2 separate regions of the Gossypium arboreum genome follow, and region 2 is linked to region 1. Evidence: chromatin contacts called from public Hi-C data. All regions are on one chromosome and are shown on one strand. Each heading gives the region's core, a stretch centred on a gene start, on an enhancer-like site or on the middle of the called end of the contact. The rest is flanking DNA. Distances are from core to core; before and after follow the strand shown.

Region 1 (4,564 bases), core at 1,058-3,557:
AGACCTGCTCATAGTCTTGTGAGAAGAACCGGTAGATTTATGCGTTCTATGCCTCGATCTGTGGGACTTTTGAGTGTCATCAGATGCTGGAAATTGAGACATAGAACAAGCAGGATTAAAGTAAAATAAAGGGTGGTGGGACCAATAAAAAGATAAAGAAATTAGACATTGAAGCTTTTAGGAATAGTGAAAGTAAAAGTGAAGACACAGAGGATCCAATGTTCCAAGCTCAACTAAACAAATTATCCAAAATCATAGTCCAAAATGGTTAATCACCAATTAAGTATAATTATTAGGATGATAGGCATAGCACTCCCCTGCCCCTCCAAGACAGAACACGTAAGAACACATAGGAACTCACCCATGTCTGATCCATTCCACTGCATGTTTTCGAATTCAAGATCGTCATCTTCTTCATTGCCGGTAGGAGCTTCAATCACGCTAAGTGCATTTCTCTGTAGCTTTACTTCTATGCCATTGGTAAGAACCTGTGGTATTTATTAATAAGACAAACAAATATCACCATCACCTACAAAGTAAAGAAATGCCTACTCTTAACTAAAATATGCAACATAATCAGCTAGAATTAACATTGTTCAATTGTCTTTCCATCCACCAGCTAATCCATAGTTTTTGTTCCTACTTTTTGTGTCTACAACACATAAACTCAAGGAGAAATCTATGAATTTGTCAAAAAAATAAAAAATAAAAATCGGCAGTAATAATAAAAGAGGAGCAAATTACTGGGAAACAAAATCCAGCTTATTTGAAATTTATCAAAAGTGGAAGCATCTCAATTGAATCAAAATATAATCATTTTCAGAAAACAATGAATTAATAGCATATTAAATCATGTGATCCACAAATGGAAGTTACAAATAATGGGAAAAACAATGAATAATAATAATAATAAGTGGGATCTTCTCAAAAACCAAGAACGCAAAGTCAAGTGTGGAAATGATTGCAAGTTTTGAATAGCTGATGAACATCAAAAAAAGAAGTATGGAGAGATCGATATCCCAGCAGAAACAACATCAAAACCCAGAAAATAAAATATGGGTTTTATTATTATTATTATTATTATTATTATTATTATTATTATTATTATTATTGAGAAATGTTATAAAATCAATTCCAACAATATCAAAAGAATAGCCCAATCATGCATAATGATAAATTTCTTAACAAATTTCAACAGGAAAGAAATGGAAACGATTAGCAACGATTTAGAGTAGATTGCAAACATTAAAAAATTGACTAAAAATCCAGAAAAATAAAAATCCATTGTAACAATCCAGAATAGCATCATACATTAGGTAAAATAATTAAAAATTCCAGATCCAGGGACGAACACTTACATGCAATCAAAACCCACATCCAAAACCTCAAATTTGTATTTTGTGAGAGGTAAAATGTCATTGTTTTTATTTGATATAATGATACCGATCAAATTCAAGCAAATATAGAGAGATTGTTTAAAATTTGCAGTTTTATTCAAAAAAAAACTTATAAAACAGGACATTTAATTGTTTTAGAGAGATTATTTAATGCAAAATCACCCAAAAAGATATGAATTCATGTAGTGAACCAAAAGCTTTACTAGCAAACATTTAATCATAAAAATAAAAACTTCGAATTGAATCCACATTACCTTAAAATTTCAAAATTAAATTGACTTGATCTTGAAAAAAAAAATCAACATTATAAAGAAAAAAATCAAGAGGAACCAATTTCCAGATCAAGCAGCAGAACCCATTTTCCACCAAAACTGAAAAAAAAAAAAACAAAGAGTTACCAGCCAATGCCACCCGCCAAGTCCAACAGCCTTCTTGACCACGCCTTGAAGACCAACGAGCACAGATTTAGTACGGTTATTCCCGGTGACAACCACCTTAGTATGACGTGGCAGAACCGAGAGCTCTTCTTCACTACTGTCTCCGCAGCTCTGAAACTGCGAGAAACCCCCGCCATTGACGGAACTCTCCATTGCCTCCAACATAGTTTCTCCAACAAAAAGAAGCCCCAACTCAGTGAGTCAATCAGGTGGGTCAAACTCGGTAAAAAATTCAAAGCTAAGGATCAAAATTACATTGGATCGGAAGATCATGCATTAGTGAATACGTATATGTTATTATCGTAAGCAAAGGAGAGAGATTAAGAAAAAAATATGGGATTTTTGTGGAGAAGAAATAGAGAGAGAGAGAGAGAGAGAGAGAGAAAACACAATTCGGAGAGGGAAAGAAAACAAGAAAAAACAGAGCATTTTCTAGTGAGAGAAAGACGAGTTACTGGTTTTTGTTTATTGGTTGGTGTCGCTAGGAATCCCGACAAACCGAAATGGACCAATTAAGGAATGCCACGTAAGGATGTTATAGTTTTCTCATCAATCATGCGTTACAGTGAGGTAGAGAAAATTTTCTAAAACGCCACTAGCGGTTTTTTCTTCAAGGAGCGGTTTTATTTTGTGGGGGTTGACCGTTTGACTAGCAGTAAAATGGAGTACGTGGGTATGGAAAAATGGCCTCATTGCCCTTCCATCAAATTTCTAATCTAGGTCGAATTTTAAGATGTCTCGTGGAAGAAGGAATTAATTAAGAAAAACTTTTGAAAATACTTTTGGTCATGGGAAACACATGATAATAGTACAAAATTTTCTTCTAAAATTATTTTTTATTGAACGTCACTAAAATTATTTTAATATATTTTTCTTTCCTTTTCATGCTATTGAAAATTTTTTAATGTTTTTTAATTTTTATAAGTGTTATAAATACAATTAAAGTATATAATATAAATATTAGATTTTGTCACACGCGATAGAAAAAATTCTATATTAAAATTATTTTCTTTTAAAAATATTATATATTAAATCAATATAGGTGAAGCAATAATAAATTTATATTTGAATATTATTATATCGTGTTTAATATTTGAATTTTTAATTTTAACTCTTTTATTTAAAGATGGTACCAAAATATGAGAAGATAAAATGTCATCATAATAATATTAATTATAATTTAAAAGGAGTATTTATGTAATTTCATAACTAAGTTGGTGACCCAATTAAGGTAACACCAATTTAGTATAATGCTTAAATATAGTATAGATGTACAAAATACAATATAAATACATGTCCAAGTAATCACAAATATCAAATTATTATAGCACAAATAAATTGTCCAAGTTGTCATAAGAAAGAATCAAATTATTATAATACAAACGAACTAAGAACTGATACAATCCAAACTAAAGCCAATGAGTTGAACTAAAATCTGCACATGGCAACCGCACAGGATGGGACACAGAAACCCATGCATATAATTGCACATAATGGGACTCGAATTTGGGTATTCAAGACCTAAGGCCTCTACCTTTTCCAATTGTTCAAGGTTTGCAAAATGTCTTTTATGGCATAATAGAATATAATTACAAGTATAAATAAATGTTTGGGAAACTATAAACTAGAATCAAATCATTATAATGCAGAGACAAATAAAGAATTGTAAATGATTCAAAAACTTCCACTTACACAATTGTGTGTGATGTAACTAGAACTTGGATACTAACTCAATGCCTGGGACCTCGTCCTTTCTTAATAATATATTGACCAAAGATCCATCTTAGAAAATAAGGTTGTTCCCTTCAGTTGATCAAACAAATCGTCAAATGAGGTAGCGGATACTTATTCTTTATGGTGACTTTATTCAAATGTCGATAGTCGATACATAATCTCAAAGCTTTCTTTTTCACAAACAACATTGGAGCCCCCCAAGGTGACACAGTTAGTCGAATAAATCCCTAATCTAAAAGTTCTTGGAGTTGAGATTTCAATTCTTTCAATTCACTCGAAGTCATTGACTGCTTTTGGACGTACCAACATCTAGAGTAGAAATCTTGCACAAAATATATGAAAAGGCGGTATCTAGAAGTATACGGGTCAGGTTGTAATATAGTAACAAAGGAATAGATGAGTACTCCAAGGATTGTACCCAAAGGAGGCTGGCACTAAATTAATTCTAACCTAAGCATAAATAGATCTAATTAGTACTTTAAATGATTTATATTACGATGAGATAAAAAGAAAGGTTTTGGTGATCTATACTAATAATAATGAAGAAAGAAAAATAAATAAATAAATAAAGTACGAGAAATAAAATAATAGAATATATCAGATCTGGGCATGGGTAATTAGCTCGCTTCAGTAATCATAACCAACTGTTGCTTCGGGTTTCCTTGTTCAATCAACTAGCCGATATCCCGGCAGAATCTTTCAATCTTCCACTAAATTAACGAGTCGACAAGAACTACTTATCATTTGACCTCACAATCTAGACCAGTTCAGGGTTAAGGCGTTCACAGATAGGCCATACTAAATTTGGGTTAATTCCCATCTTAATGACTTCTTAGGGTTGTTAGGCTTAGAGTTGTTAGGCTTAAGGTTTAGGTTCTTCCTTTCTTGAACAGTTGATCCGCTAAGAGAACCCTACAAAATAATTAATTAATCACACTTCCACTCGATAGTCCCCATGAGAGGATTAGTTCCTCATGGATCTCATAAATAATATAA
Region 2 (4,564 bases), core at 815-3,314, 250 kb after region 1:
TCAACACCTTAATATTGTATGATTTTTTTTCAACTATGGAGGTCGCAACTTAGAAATAATAAACACATTAGGCTTCAATCTCAAAATTACTAAGAATGCATCTTCGCGCAATAAACATATTTCTTCATTTAAAAATTTCATCCATTTATTTAATTAAAATGTACACTTGATCCGTCATATCTTATTATTTAATTATTCTGTAAACTATACTAATATTTAACTATTTTTTTAAGCAGTGAAGAGACTTGATAGGAATTTCCATGGTATTATGCGATTAAGTTTGGATTGGATTGCACAAGTAAGTTGGGAAAATACATAAAAGAAGTGCTTAACAACATGATACATCCATTAACGATACAAACCACTAAAAACAACGTTAATTGTATGAGGTTTTCCCCAAAAGCCTAAAGGAAACATTAAACCCAGAAATATCCCTTTGTATCTACAAGTTATGACTATTCAACCCGGGTATTTCTTTCAGCTCCAACTAACTGATAAAAAGAACAAAAAAAAAAAAAAACAAAAAAGATATAAAAGAAGAACAGAACAGAGCAGATGAAAGAACAGAACTGTGAGCTTTTTTTTGTCTTTGGTTTTAACATGCTTTGGCGACACCATTAGGCTCGGTTTAACACTGAGGCTTTCCGCTTCCCAGCGTGAGCTCCAGATCATCCATTCCTATGTCATGAATCCTCTCTCCTTCCCATGGTTTCACCTGTCCACTCTCAAACTCAAACTCTGCACCTCTTCCTTTATCTTTTACGCCCAAATCATTATGCAAATTTTGGGGAGGCAAAGGTTTCACAAGTTTAAAAAAAGTTGGAGAAGTCGGCACTTGAGATGTAGAAGGTGCAAACTTTTGAAAGCTTATCCATTGTCCAGATTCAACCGTAGATGTATCGGATTCATCACATTCCGGTATAGTAGCCGGGGCATGAAAATGACGGTGGGTAGGACTAGCTGGGGCAGAAACAGCATAAAAAGGGTAGTTAAAAGAGGCCATGGATTCCTTTGCGATGGTTTCCCAGTTGGGAAGGGGCTTAGGATTTCTTGAGGTAGGAGATGAAAGTGGGGGTGTAACAGGGGCACTGTTTGAGATTCTGAGTGGAGGCAGAGATGAAGGAATGGCGTTTCGAAGGAAGGGAAGGAGAGTAGAGGGGTTATTAGCATCAAACCTAGTGGGACTAGGGTAGGAAGAGGAGGAAGGACTGACTTGACATGAAGGAATTGGACTTGGAAATGCAGATGATAATGGACTTGGATTTTGGGATGAAAATAGGGTAATCTTACTTGAACTTCCACCTATATCTATTGGAGGTGGCTTACATCCCTGAACAAACAATTTCAATTAAAACCCAGAATTTATCAGCACCATAAAAACTCCCAACTCAACAAACTCAAAATCAATATCAAACTGAAACCGAACAGATCAAGGGAAAGGAAAAAGCCCGGAAAGCAATTTAAAAAAAATAAAGAAAAAGAAAAAAGAACTAGATCCAACATGAATTAGCACAAACAAATGAGCATTGAAGTTATAAAAAAGAATGCAGTTTCTTTCACAGAGATCTAAGATTGTGAAAAGAAGAGAAGGGTAAGTACGAAACCTTGCGATAAGTAGTGCCATCATCTTCTACGACCCAACCAGCCTCGGAACAAAGAGCCTTGAGGACCTCATTGTTATCACAGTGCTTGGGCAAATTGTAGTTCCCTTGAGCTCTAAGGCCAGTATAAATCTTAGCAGCAATGGCTCTTCTCCTCCTTTCTCTCCTCCTGTTATTCTCCCTCTCCCTCCACGACGGTTTCCTCCTTGGAGCCGGCGTCGACGTCGCCCCATCCGATGTCATCTCTCCCTCTCTCTCCGGCGTGAAGGTGCGTTGTAGAGGATTATAACACCAAACAAAGAAAAAGAAGGAAGAAGTGGAGAAGATCACGAGTCACGAGGAATACGCTTTAGCTTGGGTGGAAACAAAAAAAAAAACGTTAAAAGAAGAAAGAATCTTTGGGTGTCTCGGTTTCAGACCCAAATGAAACGATGAAAAGGGGAGGGAAATTACATTTCACAGTCTATAAATGGTGATGGAGCGCATCAGATCCAAGCCCGTTTTACAAAATAGAAAAGAATTCATTCACTCAGAGAGGTGTGTGTTGGGCTCAAAGACAAATGCAACCCACAATGAATCAGGCCTTGTCTCTATTTCACCAAGTAAGGATACATATATCTTTTTAATCAATATTTATTTTATATGCTTTAACCTCATCTATTTCAAGCTTTTTAATTAATTAAAATTTGAAAATTAAATATTCTCTAACCAAAATTTTTAGAACCACTACTTCGTATGCTTCGATTAAATACATCACTGAAAAACATAAAAAAAAATTAATTCAACTTAATTTTTAGCCTAATTTTATCGGTTTATACCAATTTGTGGGTCAATCAGTTTGATGTCTCTTTCCAAACTGATATCCCGACTGGTTCAATTAGTTTAACACAATTGTGACTCTAAACCTCTACACTTAGTATACTTAGAATTTAACCCTCCAACTTTTATTTTCAAAAATCTAATCGTTTAATTTTATGAATGTAAAAATCCGTCTTCAAATTATATATAACTAAATAATATTAGGATAAAAATTAAAGAATAATAATTAAATATTAAATTTAAGCAAACACGAAAATTAAAATTAACTATCTTTCATAAAATGAAAAGGAAAAAGAAAAGAAGTTGGTGGGGCGTGTGACACTTGTCTTCATGAGGAAGGTCCTTTTATTTATAGGTTTTAGTATGTTATTTATTGGCTAAATTATAAAGTAAAGATGTAAATATTATAATATGTATTCTTATTATATTTGAAATTTAATTTTCATAATTTTATTTCTAGGAATTTAGTCTCTATTTTTCAAAATAAAAAAATAAGTTTATTTGTTAACATTGTTATAATTCTTTTATTAAATTTGTTATTATGACATTTTGAAATTAAAAAAGTTACTCATTTAGTATCTATGTAACAAAAATGACATTGTAATGTATCTAAATTTAATAGTGTTACAATTCTTAAAATTTCAGAAAAGGATTTTAATCATAATAAAATATTTAGAGTCACAAAAAATATTATAAGGATCAAGGTACTAAATTATGTCAAAATTAAAGTATAAAGATTAGATTTTAAATTTGAGCAAAAATAGGGATCAAAACTAAATTTTAATCATTCTTATATAATCTCAAAAGAGTAGAGAATTAAAACTGAAATTTAGACATTATCTTTTCATATAAAGAAAAGTACAAGTATCATTTATATCTGTAGTAATTTAGTCCTTTTATTTTTCATGCTATATATTATGATAGATCGATCGAGTAGGATACTAAATGTATATTTATTATCTGTATATAAGCATGTAATGTATGTTTGTTATCTGTATATAAGCATGTGGAGCATGTCTAATCTGTAATTTCTGTATCTGTTTTCTGTAACTGTTTTTGGGGTGGGATTTGTATTTGTGGAGGAAGTGTTATGTATGGCGATCATTGCCCATATTCTGGCAGCATGACTACATATTATCTGATATGTGTCGTAATGGCACGATATTGTGTACGGATGGGTGGGTGTTTTTAACCCCACATGGTGTGTTGGGATGTATGAAGTTGGTGTGAAAAGGATGGGGGTAGGATTCTGTGTATCTGTATCTGTTATCTGTATCTGAATTGGACAAAAGTCTGTATTTGTATCTGACTGAGCATGAGATTTCTGAATGTTTTGCCTGCCTATTTCTGTTGGAATACACACTGATTTTACGAAAACTCACTTCTGTTTGTCTGTTCTGTTCAGGTAATCCATAGACTTAGGTGGATCAGTGCAGCGGAGACTCAGTGGTGACCACTCGTCTGAGAACTGATCATACTTAGTAATTATGGTTTTTATTTAAATTTCAGACTTAATTGAGAGTTTGTAATTCCTGGGACCTTGGACTGTATGGTTTCTAACTGTTGAATTTGGTTTTGTTTGTTTGATAATTTGCATGCTTTGACAAATTGTTTTATGAAAACGACGGTTTTACGCAAATAAAGGTTTTCTAAAATACAAATGAGATTTTCAAAATGTATCGGTTTTATTAAACTTTCGCTGTAAATTGTGTTTGACAAATGAACTAATTAAATGACGTTTTCAGTAATAATTATGAATGAATACGAGTTATAAAAGTTTAATGGTTTATCGAAACAACTCAATTTTCAAAACCCATTCTTTGTGACGTCTTCGGATTCAGCCATAACGTCTAGGCCGGGTTTGGGGTATTACAATATTTTATAATTTTTTAGTAATAATAAAATTTTAAAAAATAATCAGTCAAAAATTGATTAAAAGTTAAAATGTGACAACTTTATTGAGATAAACAGTGTTTGATATATTTACAGATAAACTTAATATAAATATAATAGCACAACATATTTATAAGATTTAAGGTCTGTTTGGAAACACAAAGTAAATGAATGTAAGTGTAATTTTTAGATATGATTGGTTGACAAAATGTAATTACATCGTAATTCTCTATGTCATATTTGGTACTACA

Evidence for each region. A called contact is a pair of places that touch in the nucleus more often than the background predicts.
Region 2: a contact with region 1 is called in a Hi-C map of leaf, with 4 times the contacts expected there. The contact joins the promoter of LOC108454353 here to the promoter of LOC108455595 in region 1. A contact is called at or near these places in 2 of 5 Hi-C or Micro-C datasets (both in leaf).

Annotation. Positions count from the first base shown.
Region 1 is chr3:91,108,919-91,113,482 of ASM2569848v2, forward strand. It overlaps LOC108455595, which reads right to left and starts at 2,308. Exons shown (of 6, transcript XM_017754142.2): 1 at 1,796-2,308; 2 at 362-488; 3 at 1-86. The coding sequence starts at 1,999.
Region 2 is chr3:91,360,591-91,365,154 of ASM2569848v2, forward strand. It overlaps LOC108454353 (protein BRASSINAZOLE-RESISTANT 1-like), which reads right to left and starts at 2,065. Exons shown (of 2, transcript XM_017752785.2): 1 at 1,605-2,065; 2 at 326-1,330. The coding sequence starts at 1,844. The coding sequence ends at 629.